Regions from separate parts of the Mus musculus genome. Here regions 1, 2, 4 and 5 are each linked to region 3. The links are chromatin contacts, called in public HiCAR-type, HiChIP or PLAC-seq and promoter capture Hi-C maps. All regions are on one chromosome and are shown on one strand. The core of a region is the stretch at or near the end of the contact, and the rest is flanking DNA. Distances in the headings are between cores, read along the strand shown. Region 1 overlaps Slc37a2 (solute carrier family 37 (glycerol-3-phosphate transporter), member 2). Region 2 holds the start of Chek1 (checkpoint kinase 1). Region 3 holds the start of Ddx25 (DEAD box helicase 25). Region 4 holds the start of Kirrel3 (kirre like nephrin family adhesion molecule 3). Region 5 overlaps Chek1 (checkpoint kinase 1).

The links. Promoter capture Hi-C pulls out the DNA fragments that hold promoters and counts their contacts. HiCAR-type assays count read pairs that join an accessible place to other places. HiChIP or PLAC-seq counts read pairs in DNA pulled down with a chosen protein or histone mark.
Region 1: a contact with region 3 is called in a promoter capture Hi-C map of pre-B cells, with 7 times the contacts expected there. The contact joins the enhancer-like site here to the promoter of Ddx25 in region 3. A contact is called at or near these places in 3 of 39 promoter capture datasets (the 3T3-L1 cell line, hippocampal neurons and pre-B cells), 1 of 484 Hi-C or Micro-C datasets (pre-B cells) and 3 of 115 datasets of contacts at active chromatin or transcription factors (astrocytes, embryonic forebrain and large pre-B cells).
Region 2: an H3K27ac HiChIP or PLAC-seq map of embryonic stem cells shows a contact between it and region 3, with 9 times the contacts expected there. The contact joins the promoter of Chek1 here to the promoter of Ddx25 in region 3. A contact is called at or near these places in 21 of 39 promoter capture datasets (the 3T3-L1 cell line, the C10 cell line, the HPC-7 cell line and 12 more), 1 of 15 datasets of contacts at CTCF or cohesin (large pre-B cells), 10 of 484 Hi-C or Micro-C datasets (CD8 T cells, the G1E-ER4 cell line, LSK cells and 5 more), 26 of 115 datasets of contacts at active chromatin or transcription factors (the 230-238 cell line, CD8 T cells, astrocytes and 12 more) and 5 of 9 other capture datasets (adipose tissue, embryonic stem cells, liver and 2 more).
Region 4: a HiCAR-type map of astrocytes shows a contact between it and region 3, with 7 times the contacts expected there. The contact joins the promoter of Kirrel3 here to the promoter of Ddx25 in region 3. A contact is called at or near these places in 4 of 39 promoter capture datasets (the 3T3-L1 cell line, embryonic stem cells, hippocampal neurons and 1 more), 1 of 484 Hi-C or Micro-C datasets (nephron progenitors), 1 of 115 datasets of contacts at active chromatin or transcription factors (astrocytes) and 1 of 9 other capture datasets (embryonic stem cells).
Region 5: a promoter capture Hi-C map of the HPC-7 cell line shows a contact between it and region 3. The contact joins the enhancer-like site here to the promoter of Ddx25 in region 3. A contact is called at or near these places in 7 of 39 promoter capture datasets (the HPC-7 cell line, cranial neural crest, embryonic stem cells and 2 more), 3 of 484 Hi-C or Micro-C datasets (the G1E-ER4 cell line, the HL-1 cell line and pre-B cells), 14 of 115 datasets of contacts at active chromatin or transcription factors (acute myeloid leukemia, cardiomyocytes, embryonic fibroblasts and 6 more) and 1 of 9 other capture datasets (macrophages).

Annotation. Positions count from the first base shown.
Region 1 is chr9:37,228,617-37,231,321 of GRCm38.p6, forward strand. Slc37a2 (solute carrier family 37 (glycerol-3-phosphate transporter), member 2) reads right to left here. Exons shown (of 19, transcript NM_001145960.1): 19 at 533-2,705. Among named protein-coding and RNA genes, the nearest start is that of Tmem218, 22 kb to the left of the region's middle. Within about 2 kb of position 1,420, at least 137 of the 459 cell types and tissues checked have an H3K27ac peak or open chromatin away from gene starts, as enhancers often do. A contact at or near this core is called in pre-B cells, where this site is marked.
Region 2 is chr9:36,725,351-36,728,050 of GRCm38.p6, forward strand. Chek1 (checkpoint kinase 1) reads right to left here and starts at 1,308. Exons shown (of 13, transcript NM_007691.5): 1 at 1,213-1,308; 2 at 447-528. The coding sequence starts at 511.
Region 3 is chr9:35,557,198-35,559,897 of GRCm38.p6, forward strand. It overlaps Ddx25 (DEAD box helicase 25), which reads right to left and starts at 1,273. Exons shown (of 12, transcript NM_013932.4): 1 at 1,141-1,273; 2 at 488-554; 3 at 185-232. The coding sequence starts at 1,203. It overlaps Pus3 (pseudouridine synthase 3), which reads left to right and starts at 1,363. Exons shown (of 5, transcript NM_023292.5): 1 at 1,363-1,536; 2 at 2,106-2,320.
Region 4 is chr9:34,487,353-34,490,052 of GRCm38.p6, forward strand. Kirrel3 (kirre like nephrin family adhesion molecule 3) reads left to right here and starts at 1,379. Exons shown (of 17, transcript NM_001190911.1): 1 at 1,379-1,806. The coding sequence starts at 1,752.
Region 5 is chr9:36,706,239-36,709,057 of GRCm38.p6, forward strand. Chek1 (checkpoint kinase 1) reads right to left here. Exons shown (of 13, transcript NM_007691.5): 13 at 2,244-2,819. Among named protein-coding and RNA genes, the nearest start is that of Acrv1, 14 kb to the left of the region's middle. Within about 2 kb of position 1,268, at least 1 of the 459 cell types and tissues checked has an H3K27ac peak or open chromatin away from gene starts, as enhancers often do. A contact at or near this core is called in the HPC-7 cell line, where this site is marked.

The DNA.
Region 1 (2,705 bases), core at 170-2,669, 1.7 Mb after region 3:
AGTCCCTCACATTCCAGGGTTGATGAGCCCTTTCTGCATTCAGAAATCAGCAATGTAACATCTTCCACTGTTTTCCACCCCTGCCTCACTGTCATTCATGAGAGCCTTGTAGTTATCCTGGGCTCAGTTGACAACCCATCTCAAGAAGTCTCGTTTATCATGTAGCACAATATATTTATGGGATCTAAGAATTAGGGTGTAGACAGTCTGGGGGGGGGGAGGCATTACACCTTCTACAGGATATAGGGTTCCATTTCTTAGCTGTAAGGATGGCCTCCTTCCACCCCCAAACCTCCCTTATTCCCATAGCCTCGTGGACAAGGTCGGTTGCTTTGTCTAGGTCTCATGGCTCCCTGCAGCGGCCCTCCCCACCCTCTGTCTGGTCCCATGTTTAGGTCCTTCCTCACTCCTTCAGTGAAGCCTTAAAATTCTCAGCTCTACAAGAGGCTCTTTCCCTTCCAGCTACTTCCCACCTGCCACTCCTCATACACACTAGCCCAGCCTCCCAGTGGGTCTCTAAAGGAGAAACACAAAGAGTTATTGCCTTTTAATTACACGTGCTATTGTAGCATCTATAAGGAAGAACATTTTAAGCTTAATTGAGACCAAATGTGAAGTTAAATTAAATGAATAACTAATTAAGGTAATGTTCCTGCATTAGCCCCGTGTGAGTGCAGAGGCCTGAGAGAAGACAGGTACCAGGCCTCTAGTGAACAAACTGTGCGCAGAGCTGGCGTGTTGGGGGGATGAGGAGGGTGCAGAGAACCTGGCCTGGCAAGCGAGTGCAGAACGGTCCATGGGGGTGGTGATCCTCAGCCTTTGGGGTTTTCTCCAACCCTCTTCTTACACCTCCAGCCTAAGCCTTCATTTTTGAAGCCTGGCTCTGGGCTCTCACAAATCTTTTGAAGCTTTCTAATGACTCTCTTGCCTGCCTGGAGTGCATGTGTGCGTGTGTCCATGCTCTGGTCCTTATCCCAGCATAGGACAGCATGACAAGATTTATATTAGCTTCTTCTGTCTTCTGCTTCTCACTGCCTTTTCATATTGATCATCCAAGGCCCTTGGATTCTTCCTTCAAATACTGTCACACGTGAAGCCACCAGGATCGCCCCTACTGGCCCTGCCCACCAGTCCTGTCGCATCAGGTCTGAACTAATGAATGATGTAGCCCTCAACTGAGGTCATTGCTTTGTAGCTTGTGTTGTTTCTATTTTCATAGTCTGTCTTCTCTGCAAAGGAGACAAGAGCAGCAAGTGTGACTAACACTTATCTCCCTTCACACCAGTCCCATGCCTTGAGCAATGTTATTCCCCTGTGTAGATGAGGAGACAGGAAGAATGTGGTAAGTAATGAGGCTGAGATAGAGAAGACCTCCTAGAACCACTCCTCCCACACTGATCTCTCAAGAGGCTGTGTCAGGAAAGCAGAGTCTTCCTTCTCTGCAGAGGAAGGAATAGCAACCCTGCCTGCCCTGGACTCTACTACGGGATGCTATCACCATCTAGTGGCCTACAGAAGTAACACAGCTTTGCCTTAAAGTCTGTCCTTTCCACATAAGGTCAGTCTTTCTGGTCTTGAGGGATTTGTGAACACTGAGCAGACTACCATGTGCCAGCCCCTGCCCTGTACCAGGTCCTGAGGATAAGATGTGCCTGACTGACTGCTTCCTGCAGGACTAAAGTGAGAACCAGGCAAGTGAGCTTTATATTTTATTGCTGAGGCCAGTGTATCTAGCTAACACACTGACTGACACAACATCCTAGTAAATGCAATGGATGTATCTTGTATGGGGGTCTAGGCTCCTGCTGGATTGCACAGTGTTATCAATGTCATGAGCAATGCCCTCTGGGAAAGACAGCTGTCGCAGCCCCAGAACACCAATCTTTGTTGTTCATGTGACAATGCTTTACTGCCCCTCACGAGCCCCATGGCTGCTGCTATGCCAGGCCCTACCAAGGATAAGCAGTGGCACAGTTGGCAAAGGAAATCTGTATTGGTGCTGATGGGCAGCTTAGAGGTCAGGCGGAAATGCCAGGAGTCAGCCTGGCATGTCGTGAACCAGGACTCAAGAGCGGAAGGAAGGGGCATCAGAACACCAGGCAGAGGGTGGCTGCAAGGTGTCTCCTAGCAACTGCTCAGTAGCAGTTACGCAGATGTTTCCAGTGGTATCTTCATTTCTTGCTAAACTTGGCACCTATGTTCAGGGTTAAGTTCTTCCCATAGCCACTTCCTGTTTGTTCTTAAAGGACAGCTGTCATGACTTGAGCACCCAGTGCTTAATTCACACTGGCATTTGCAGTTGTATACAACACCTTAGTCTTCACCAAACTGACCCTGATGTCTTCATCCACTGAGGCATCTTAAGAGTGAGGCAAGGAAGGTACTGGGCTCTGAGGGTGGACACGGTCAAGAGCCCGAGAGCAAGTTCCCCTACATTTAGTACTTATGACAGCTCCCGTACCCCATCCAAGCCTTGACTCTGCAAAGGCAGCACTAATGCTTCAAAGTGGCTGAGTTATCAACAGGATCGAGTGGAGGATAGATCAACAGGGTCCTACTTGGAGAAATACAGAAAGAATAGTTCATAGACAGAGACAGACACAGAGACAGAAACAGAGAGAGAGAGAGGCCCAGCACCTTTGAAACAAGGTGAAATCCCTCATAGGTACAGGATAATTACAGAGGTTTATAATTTAACATGGGAA
Region 2 (2,700 bases), core at 58-2,557, 1.2 Mb after region 3:
GTGTTTTACAGGCCTAGAAATGTAGCTCATGGCAGAGCATAAGCCCAGCATGAGTGATGCACTAGGTTCAATGTCTACCATCACAAAAGAGGAGGAACAGGTGTGGATGTGCTTCACTCACTCAGAGCCTTGATGTACAAATGCGAATATCCATGCTCTTTGCCACTTGAAATAAAGGACTTTTTTTAAAGTGTGTACTCAGACAACAGGTGGAAAACTAAAGCAAACAAACAGGTAATATTTAAATTAGGAAGACCATGGTAATGGCCAGGCAGGTTAAGCCTCTTGCTGTCAGGCCTAATGATCCCTCCAAACCTTCAACAGAACCAGCTCCTGCAAGTTGTCTTCTGACCTCCACAGGTGCACGCACCATAGCACGACAGACAGACAGACAGACAGACAGACACACACTGCAATAAAAAATTAAAATGAGGACTCAAACTTACTCTCCATAGGCACCTTCTCCCAAAGTTTGCACCAAATCCCAGTCTTCCACAAAAGGCACTGCCATGACTCCAAGCACAGCGACTGTAAAATGCAGGATCCCAGAAAATACTGGGGATGAGTGTAAACTCTCATCACCTGTAATGCCACTGAGCCATGTCTCCTGCTATGATTCCGCACGACTTTCTTTTCATCTTACATCTGAACCATATTTACCCACGTCATAATACTGAACTTGAACATTTTGTCCTGTTTATCACAAATCCTGTTTCCACGTTTGTCCTCCGTCCGCCTTTATGCAAAACTGAGCACTTGCTTGGCTCCAGGGTTGCAAGACAAGAGCTTTCGGGTGAATGATCCGGAAAGGGAGTTGCGGGCAGGTCAGGGTGCGGGGGTGGGGAGCAGCTGGGTGTAACTACGGTAATTACTGCCAGAGCAGCCCCTCCTCCCACCCGCTCACTTCCAATTCCCACCCCAACGGCACGTGTCCCCAGCACCGGGAGGGAACAGGGCGGGGCCAAGCCGCGGAGAGAAGCGGGAGGCAGGGACCCCTAGAGCCGGGAAAGCATGCGAACCCCGGAGCCTTACAATCGCTCTGGTCCCTTTATGCTGGAGAGCCACGGGCCACCCGCTCCAGCCCGGGCTCCGGGCGGCCCTCCCACCTCTCTGCTAGTCTGGACCACTCCCTCCCCGCGCCCGTCCACACTAAACAAGCCCTCTGGGTCCTTTGCTGGAGTTCTTTCCCACTGTTCAGGACGCCCTTCTCACCAAGCAGTCCTTTGCCAGCTGCCACAGGAATCCAAATGCACAGCTTTTCCCGCCAAAACCTGCTTGCGTCATGCTGTCGCAAAAGCGCACACCTCTGCCGTAAAGCGGGCCGGCGCGCGTTGTCCTATCCCAGGCTCTGCAGAGGAGCGACTTCAGTAGACCGACCGCGCAAGGACCCTTCCTTCTAATACTGGCTGAAATTCTGATGTGGCCGTAGTTAAGACACAAGCTGACCAGATTTGGTATTGACGACTGCTTTGGTGAGAACTGATCTCTGAGTCCGAATGAAATGGAAATGGCACGGGGCGTGTGCCACGCCTTACGTTGCTCCACAGAGGCACCGAAGCCTCCATCCAGACTGCGCCACCAGTTGGGCCAAGAACCCAGGTTCCCTGCCACTCAGAGCCTGCAAAGGCTGCACCGTTAAGTACGTAAACCGACCTGCTCTTGACCTCGGAGCCCCAGGGAGGAAGGCTCAAACTAAGCGACACAGAGTGCTCTGTAAACTCAATTGTGCCCCCCTTAGTATTCGAATTGAGAAGCTAGCAACTGCTGCTGGAATTCTGAAAAAAAAAAAAAAAAAAAACGAAGGAAAGCAAGTGTGGTGGTGCATGCTTGTAGACCTAGAACTTGGGAAGCGTAAGCAAGAAGATCTTGAGTTCAAGGCAATCCGAGTTATACAGGGTTAGTCTTACCAAAAAAAAAAAAAAAAAAACGAAGGGGAAAAAAAACCACATCGCCGCGGATGTGTGAGGGGAAAGTGCAGTGAGAGTCACCAATATTGCCTGAACAGGAGGCTCCAGAACCAGTTAAATCTTTTTTTTTTTTTTGGGGGGGGGGGGACACACGACTATTTGCCTGTACTAGCTTTCTTAAACAAGCACGGTGGCCCACCACACTATAGAGATAAAGCAGGAGATACCCAACCAAGATGCTCGCTTTCAAGAAAAAACAAACAGCAAAGTAGACTTAATGGTGACTCATCTATAACCTCAGTCTAGGGAGGTTGAGCCAGGGAAAGTGATTCAGGTTGGTCAGCCTGAGCCAAGGGTGTGTGAGTGTGTGTGATCTTATCTAAAAAAAAAAAAGGAGGTGGGTTGGGGAGCACAATCAATATTCCTTAACTAGGCTAGACTTATGGCATAATGGTAGAATGCCTGCCAAGCATACAAAAGTCTCATAATAGAGAAATGTCAATTCTAAGAAAAGGGACTTGGATACAAAAAATAAGGAAACAATGAAACCATGTGCTGGCTAGTCAAGTGCATTGCCTCTGAGCTACATCTCCAACTCCATGAAATCTAACCTGGAAATGTTTAAACTTAAACCATGTTATCAGTTTAGGGTTCGTGTAATTAAAAACAAGCTATTAGATTATTTCCATTTCTTTGTGATTTCCTGTGTATATTCTGAAATCTACAAGAGGTTGATTTAGTCTTTTTTTTTTTTTTTTTTTTTTGGTTTTTTGAGACAGGGTTTCTCTGTGTA
Region 3 (2,700 bases), core at 23-2,522:
ATTTCAACGTAGTCTAAAGGAATGCACCCCCCTCCTAATTCAGTACTCCCCCCCCATAGTATTCATTCAAAAAGAAAACAAAGATAGTGCTTTCCCAAGGAAATTAATCCTTTTAGCACAGTCAAAGCGATGGTAAACCAAGCAGCAGAGCTAATAGGTACATTCAGTCGAGCTTGTCTCCTACCTACATCGTCTTCATCATCATCATCATCTTCCGTGTTAAGAGAGCCGTCTATGAGGGTAAAAGGGAAAATAAGAAGCATAAAGAAAAATGTTGAGTGGAAACATACAATGCATTCTCAGAACGTCTCACAGACGCTACAGTGTATGCAAACAGAGCCATCTCCTGCAAGAGTAAAGCGATGTGCCTGAGGAGGTGGAGGATTTTCAGTGGAGAGGAAGGAAGCCAAAGCTATTTCATGGCAGATACATGGGGAAAGCAAAGGTGTTAATTAAGCCAGTCTTGCTTTAGCCTAACAACACTCACCTATGTTTGGGACTGTGGTACTCCTAATACCACGAAGGTTCTTCCTGGGATGGACGAGATTTGAAAACTATTGAAAGGCACAAAATTCAACCAAGGTTAGGAAGCAGGACATCAAGCAAGAAGCATGGCGCTATCCTACAGCAAGGGGAGGGAAGACCACCTCAAACTGCTTCCTTTGCAATGTTAAGGGTTAATGATTTCATTATAAGAATCTGTGTAATTGTATGAATTCTCATATAATAGAATGGGGGCTTCCATAGTCTCTCTTTATAAGGGCTCTTAGTTTGAATATGGGCAGCATCTGGGTGATGGGTGGTTTACAACTACAAGGGGAAGGTGGCTATGAAGATGAGAAGCCTGCTAAATGGTCAAAACCAGGATAGGAGAAAACTCAGTACAGATAGGACTAGCAGCTGCGCACTCTCTCTGTATTTCCTGAGGGGGTCTCTGCCCTTTCAAATCAAAGGTCGGTCCTTTCTGGGAGTCTCCTTTTCTGTGGCCTTTCCAGCCCAGCCCCCCATCACTTGACACCCCCCATCACTTGACACCCCGCTCTAAACGCCGGCCGGGCGCTCCCCTTCCCAGGGGACTTCCCTCGGGAGTCCCTGTTCTAGCCCCCGCCCCTGGGCCCTCCCCTGCTCAGCGGCAGTTACGTGGCTGTTCAGCCGCTCGCTCTCCGCCGCCCCGGCGTCGCCTCCCCAAAGTAACGACGCCATAGCTGCGGTCTCCGCTCTCGCCCCTGGCACGTGCTGCCACCCCCGCGCGGGGCAGCGCCGGCTCGGCTCAGTGGCCAATGGTCAGGCTCCGGGACCGGCGTCCGCCTCGCGACCACCCGTGGCGCGGCGCAGTGCGCAGGCGCGGGCCCGGCGCGGGGCGGGCGGAGGGAGAGAGGTGCGGGGCGCAGCTGTGCGGGACACCCGCGAGCTTTCCGTTTGACCAGCCGGCCATCCGCACAGCAGAGAGAAAGTGGGCACGGAGGCGGTACACACACCGCGCTGCAGGCTCTCGTGCGGGTATCTCTCCCGACAGCCCCGCTTGGGCATCACCAGGTGTGAGGTTGCACAGTGGAGGGAGAGATGGGCTTGACCAGAGGTTCAGAAGGAAAACAGAACTCAAGTGCGGACATGTGTCCAGGATACCTGTGATGTGCCCACATACACGCATATTTTAATTTTTATTCTAAGGAGGGGTCTCCTTTTAAAGCAATCTGGACCACCACTATCTATATCTATGACATGTATTGCACAGCTCTGGGGTAGCTCTTTGGTCCAACCTTATGCTAAGTTTGGACCAAAGAACCAGGATTTTCAGTTTTCTGACTGGAATTTTAAGACTTGGGGCAACATTTCTATAATTGTCAAAAGCAGAAACTCAAAACTGGAGCCATGATCTCTCCGTGGTGCTGAAGCAGAATTCCTTGGCCCTGTTCTGTCGCAATCTTTCAGTGTTTTCAGGTCAAAGCATTTCCCTTTAACCCTTACATTTACATTCTAGTAGTAAATGTTTCGACTCTCAAGGTTAAATTTCTGTTAATTAAACGATGTTGGGACAGGATCTTCAATCTCTTAGTTTTCATATAGGATAGCCAGCATTTGAAAATCTTTTTTTCTCATTTTAGACCAGACTATATTTCTCGTATTGGCTTGCGGTAAAGAGGAAGCTGCATCAGAAACCTGCGCATGCGGTGGGCTTCGGCTAAAAGCCCACACCGTGCCTTCCGAACTACATTTCCCAGAACCGTCGGCGCACGCTTGGTGAAGCCGCGCATGCTTACTGAAGACGGAAAGCCATAGCTTCCGGCTAGCCGCATGGCCGCCTACTGAGGACCGGAAGGTGAGTTAAACTCTGAGTTGGGCATCTTTGAGTTCTAGAGAGGAATGAACAGATGGAGGCTGAACTGCTACCTTCTGCCCTGGTATTTAAGTGTTTAAGAAGGCCTTGGTGTATGAAATGGGACTTAGGACAACGCATATCGTGTCGTGCCTGGAACTTCTAGCAGCTAGGAAATCCCATCGGCGGGGCTTAGAGTCTGTAACTAGTTTAGAGGGCCTCTACTACATCAAAATTGCTCAAATATGAACAGTGGAAGCCCATTAATTATGCTATGGAAGGAAGGGGTGGCGGGAAACTTTGGGTTTTGTTTTACACAATTCTTTTCAGAGTTGATTAATGGTCGTAGCGCGTCTCAAACCCTTTATTACAAAGGAAATGTG
Region 4 (2,700 bases), core at 129-2,628, 1.1 Mb before region 3:
GCTTCTTTGTTGTTCATAAATTCTAAGAAACATTTTTTAACATCCATGTGGAAACTCAGAGTTGGAATGTGCCTTGCAGTCAGCAAAGCCCCATATCTGTAATACTGATGGAAGGGTAAGAGATCCCTAAAAGGACTCCCTAAGGTCCAAAGACTGCAGAAAGTAATGATTGATTTTGTAATTGAATGTTGAATGACGCACATTGAGAAAGCATCTTTCATTTTCCCCATCTCTCCCTTTAGTCCCTCTTCACCCACTCTCTATAACACTGCATATTTTTATGTGTTGCTTTGTAAGATACTTAGAGTTTGTGTCTTGTATGCACTCAACTTCCACTTTGGATCACAAGCTCCTGGAGGCATGGTCAATTTTACTTTCCCCCATGGCATGCCTAAATGTGTATCAAGTAAATAGACCTAGAAAAATTCATGTTGCTATCATGGAGGACATGGAGTTTGATTTGAGTGTGGATTTCATGACAGGTAAAAGACTTGCAGGTTTTTAAGAAATTGTTGCCTATGACCTTGGCCTCTCCTTGGCAATCAAACTCACAGCACCTTTTGGAGAAGAGGCATCCTTATAGTGATGGAGTGCTCATTAGAGGAGAGAGGCTCAAATGCAAAGACAGACTGCTGCCTGTCCTTGTTAGGGGAGACACAGACTGGGATAATAGTAATAAATAGGTATGTGTCACAAACCTGCCTGCGTTCGCTCTTAACTCCTGCATTTTGTTTTCTAGGAGCAGTGCAAGCAAACTAAGATCCAAACACCCAGGGCTTATCAATTCCAACCCCCTCCTCCACTCCTCTACCCCCCCCCACACACACACATACACACAAACCACCACCATCACCCCAGTCACCACATCACACACGCACACAACACACACACACACACACACACACACACACACACACACACACCAAGAAAGTCCCCCAAATGCAAAGCCTGCCCTGCTTGTGCTTATCTCAACTCCCTAGCCTTGGCTACACACACTGGCTAAGTCCCTGCTGGGGAAAGATGCACCCCTGACTACCTTTTAGCCCAGTTGCCAGTCCCTAGTGCAACAGCAAGGCAGGCACATTTTGATGCATGTGCACGAGTCTAATCATCGGTAACTTCACTCCCGTTTAACAACATTACATCGTGTGAACAGAAAGTCACAGCTCCGCTCGGTGCTCACTATACGTTCTGGTCAATAATGGTAACAAAAGCAGAGTATCCCCCTGTTTAGGGAAAAGAAGAAAAGCACAGCCTTTCTGCAACCCTCCCGTTTTGCAAAGCGTTCCCCTTTCCAAGTGTTTCCTCTTTAATTATGACCTGTTTCCCCTCCCTCTTCCCCCCGCCCCAGCTTCTGTGAAAGGAGCCCTTCTGTCACTCGTCACTCGCTTGCTCGCTCGCCCGCTCGCTAGCTCGTTCGCTCGCTGTGGGAGGAGCCCGCCAGAGGAAGCCGTGTGCCTGGGATGCCAAGAACCAGAGAATGGATCTGCTCCGAGTGGGCACATTGCTAAGGATCCCGGCTTCCCGAGGCGACTGAAAACAAGCATTTGGTTTCGGCTGCCTGCAGATACCCGGAGACACAACGAGACCTAAGCGGACCAGAGGAGGGACAGACCGACTGACAGATAGATGGTCGGCGCGAACCCTGGAGGACCGGCGGCGGAGGCTGAGCACCGCGAGCCCAGCCGCCGCGCTTGAAGAGAAACTAACTGCACACCCAAGTTGCCCGCCGGCTGCCCGCGCGCTGAGGAATGAGACCTTTCCAGCTGGATTTGCTCTTCCTCTGCTTCTTCCTCTTCAGTCAAGGTAGGAACCCGGCGCGCCGGAGTTGGAGCAAAGTCGGCGGCGGCGGCGGCGGCGGCAGCGGAGGGCGCGGGTGGCTGAGGGCTGAGGGCTGAGAGCTGGGAGGTGGACAGGCTCGGGAACTCGTACTAGCTGAGGGTCTTGGTGCCGGCCCATTGGCAGTTAAGTAGCATTGCTTCTTTGCATTTGCAAATGCTACAAAATGGAACTGTGGGTTTCCCTTCGGAAGGAAGGGGCTGGGAGAACAGGGGAGGCTGCACTTTCTCGTCTTTCTTGTCCACGTCCAACTCCAACTCTCCGATGCATGTAAGTTCTTTATGCACCCGGTATATTAATTAGGTAACATCCGTGTGGCTAGGCCATTCGGAACTTCTGGGTGCCTGCTCGCCTTTCTAGCCAGGTTGGAAAAGGGGAGCCTGGCGTAGGTGGAGATTTCAGTTTCAGTAAGGTCTAACTTGCCCGGGTGTGTTTAAAGCAAATGTGCGAGGTCTGCACAGTTGCAGAAAGGGATGCGATTAGGGAAGGTTCTGAGGCGGGTATTTACAGTGGCTGGGGAAAAGAACGCTTGTAAAGAGTTACATTGAATGTCACCCATTTCCCTGAGCAAGGCTGAATTCTGAATCCTACCAAGCACTGGATTAGGTGTATGAAATGGAATTTCGCCCCTGGTGCCGATTGCTTCCTTTCTGCAATCCTAGCAGGTGGACTCTCCAGAAAGAACTTTGCTACCTCTGGGATCCTTGCCACTGAGAGTCATGGGGTGGGTCATGGTGGAGGGAGGACTAAGCACGCGCCTACTTAGCTAAAGGCATCAACAGTCACCTGTGGAATTAAGACTGAAAGAGCCAAGTCAACCCATTCCGTCCCACTCTTTTGGAATGGCAGTGCCACCTCTGC
Region 5 (2,819 bases), core at 18-2,517, 1.1 Mb after region 3:
TGTACTGAACACTCCCCACAGAAACACTTTAAATGGAGGGTCTCAAGTGTGTTCAGAGAACAACAGGTTTTGATGTGAGAGCAATCAGGAAACCAATATGTAAACAAGCAGTGTTGGTGCTGGAGAATTTAACAGCAGGTTTAAACCAAGAATCCGCAACTCTGATTTCGGTTCAACCATACAGCACTGTCAGATGTTTTAGCACTGACACACATTCCTACCACGGATTATCACCAACTCCGAAGGCTTAAAATTGAATAAGGAGGAAGGGAAGCCTGACATAAGCAATTTAAGTTGGGACTTAAACAACACTATCACACAGTCAGTACTACCTCACAAGTGACTAAGGGATGGACAGAGACTAGTTGACTGAAATGCTTCCAAATCAGAAGACAGGCATGGATCTGCAAACACAGGGAATACAATGAGCTCTCAGGATGGTTAAGACTGAGACATACATACTGTCACAACACTATCAAAAACTAAAGGTGAAAAAGGACTCTTGAAGGCATCAAAGCAATTCACTGAAGAGAAAGGATCCTAAATATGATTATCAGTTAGCTGGGTGCAGTAGTACACATTGGTAACCCTGTCATTGGGAAGCTGAGGCAGAAGAGTTGCAGGTTTAATGTAGGCCTGGTCTATCAGTGAGGCCCAGGTTACCCTGGGCTACTTAGTGCCACTGTCTCATAAAAACAGTTAATTTCTCAGCAGAACCTTTGTAGGCCCAAAGGCAGTGAGGTGATATATACATTAATGAAAGGAAAAAAAAAATGTCCAAACACTATCAACTAAAAATTCAGTGTCTGGTGAAACAGAATTATCCCATAGAAATAAAGGCAAAATTAAGATTCACAGACAGTGGGCTAAAGGAACTGATTATAACTACTACTGCTATGTAAGAAATGATTAAGATTGCTAAAGTGGAAATTTCTAAGTTTCTTCGGAAAGTCAGTTATGACAAATGATTTTTTGCTGGGGCACACAGATAAAAGAATATCTCGCTAAAGCAGGCATGTGAAAGAATGTTTTCATGAAGCAGACACAGGTGAAAGGACACATGATGAAGGAGTATAAATATGATCCCGCACACAATGAGAGCAAGAGCGTTGGTTTGGCTTGCTCTGCCTAGCTACTCTTCACTAATGACACACATGTATTAGTTGGCCCTACATATTGTTGTTGAGCTCCACTTGTGGTAATGCTGCCATTGGAAGAGGCTCACCAAAGAACTGCTCTAATTCTTGCTGCTTCCATAGCCTCGGACCAGTTGGCAAGCCTTGTGGTTTCCTCAGGACTGAACTACAGATTGTTATCTGCCTGCCAAGAGGACCGGACGGTAGTTGCTGATTTCTGTTTGGTGTTTGCTATGGGACTGAACGGGGGACAAAGAAGATCAAGCTCACCCCTAAAGGGCTAAAAATTATTGCTAAACAGGTCTACTTCCCCCATCTCTAATAACTTTTCTTTTCTGCTACCTCTAGCAGGTGGTGGGCAAGAAGAGAGGTTGAACCCTTATTACAATAGGCTGCAAAAAAATTGTGCCTACAGATTGCCCTTGAACTTTAGATGAAAAGATGCTAGAGAGCAGTAAAAAACCACAATACAAATACCTCTGAAAAGGCATAACTAAAAATCCCAGCTTAAGGATCTGGCTCAGTGGGGCTGGTGAGATGGTTCAGTGGTTAAGAGCACCGACTGCTCTTCCAAAGGTCCTGAGTTCAAATCCCAGCAACCACATGGTGGCTCACAACCATCCGTAACAAAAATCTAATGCCCTCTTCTGGAGTGTCTGAAGATAGCTACAGTGTACACACATATAATAAATAAATTAATTTTTAAAAAAAAAGAATTGTCAAACTTGCTTTAAAAAAAAAAAAGGATCTGGCTCAGTAAAAGTGTTTGCAAGACTTGAATGTGATCCTAGATTGGATCCCCAGCAACAACAAATATAAGAACAATTATGTAAAACCCAAGGATGGAGAAGATGTAGATGAGCTGTCACGCCATCTGTAATCCCAGCACTTAGGAGGTAGAGGCAGAAAGATGAGGAATTTAAAGCTATCCACTCATGGATAGCAAGTTAAAGGCCAGCCTAGACTACATGAAAACTTGATTCAAAATAAAAAAATAAATAAAACCCATATTTACTGTAGTGTGCGTACAACATTTAAAGATATAGCTTTTGGTGTTAATAAAATTACACAGGAAAGACAACATAGCTGTAAATATAGCTGTCCTGTCAAAGTCAAGTTGGGCCAGGCATGCTATGTAATCACAGTATTTGGGAGACAGAGTCAGGAAAAAAAGAAACAGCCTGGGCTGGACAATGAGTTCACAGGCCAAAGGCCAGTCTGATCTACACAGTGAGGTCCTGTTTCAAAAAACAGTTGTTACAAATTTTAAATAAATTGTTGTATTTTATAAGCGGAAAAAAATAAACAACACACAATTATCATATGACATAGCAATTCTACCTCAGGGTCTATACACAAAAAATTAAAAACATACTTGAGCAGGTACTTATATATTCATGTTCACACCAGTATCAATTACATGGACAAAAGGTGGCAACAATCCAAATATGCATGATCATATGAAAGAGTATACATACACACACACACACACACACACACACACACACACACGCACAGACATACATAATATGGAGTATTAGTCACCAAAAGGAATGAAACCTGATATGTTATAACATAGATAAATCCTGAAAAGAGTTGTTATGAAGTAACCCAAACACTAAGAGGCAAATATACAATTCTACTTATATGAAGTACAAGAATATTCAAAATCATGGAGACCAA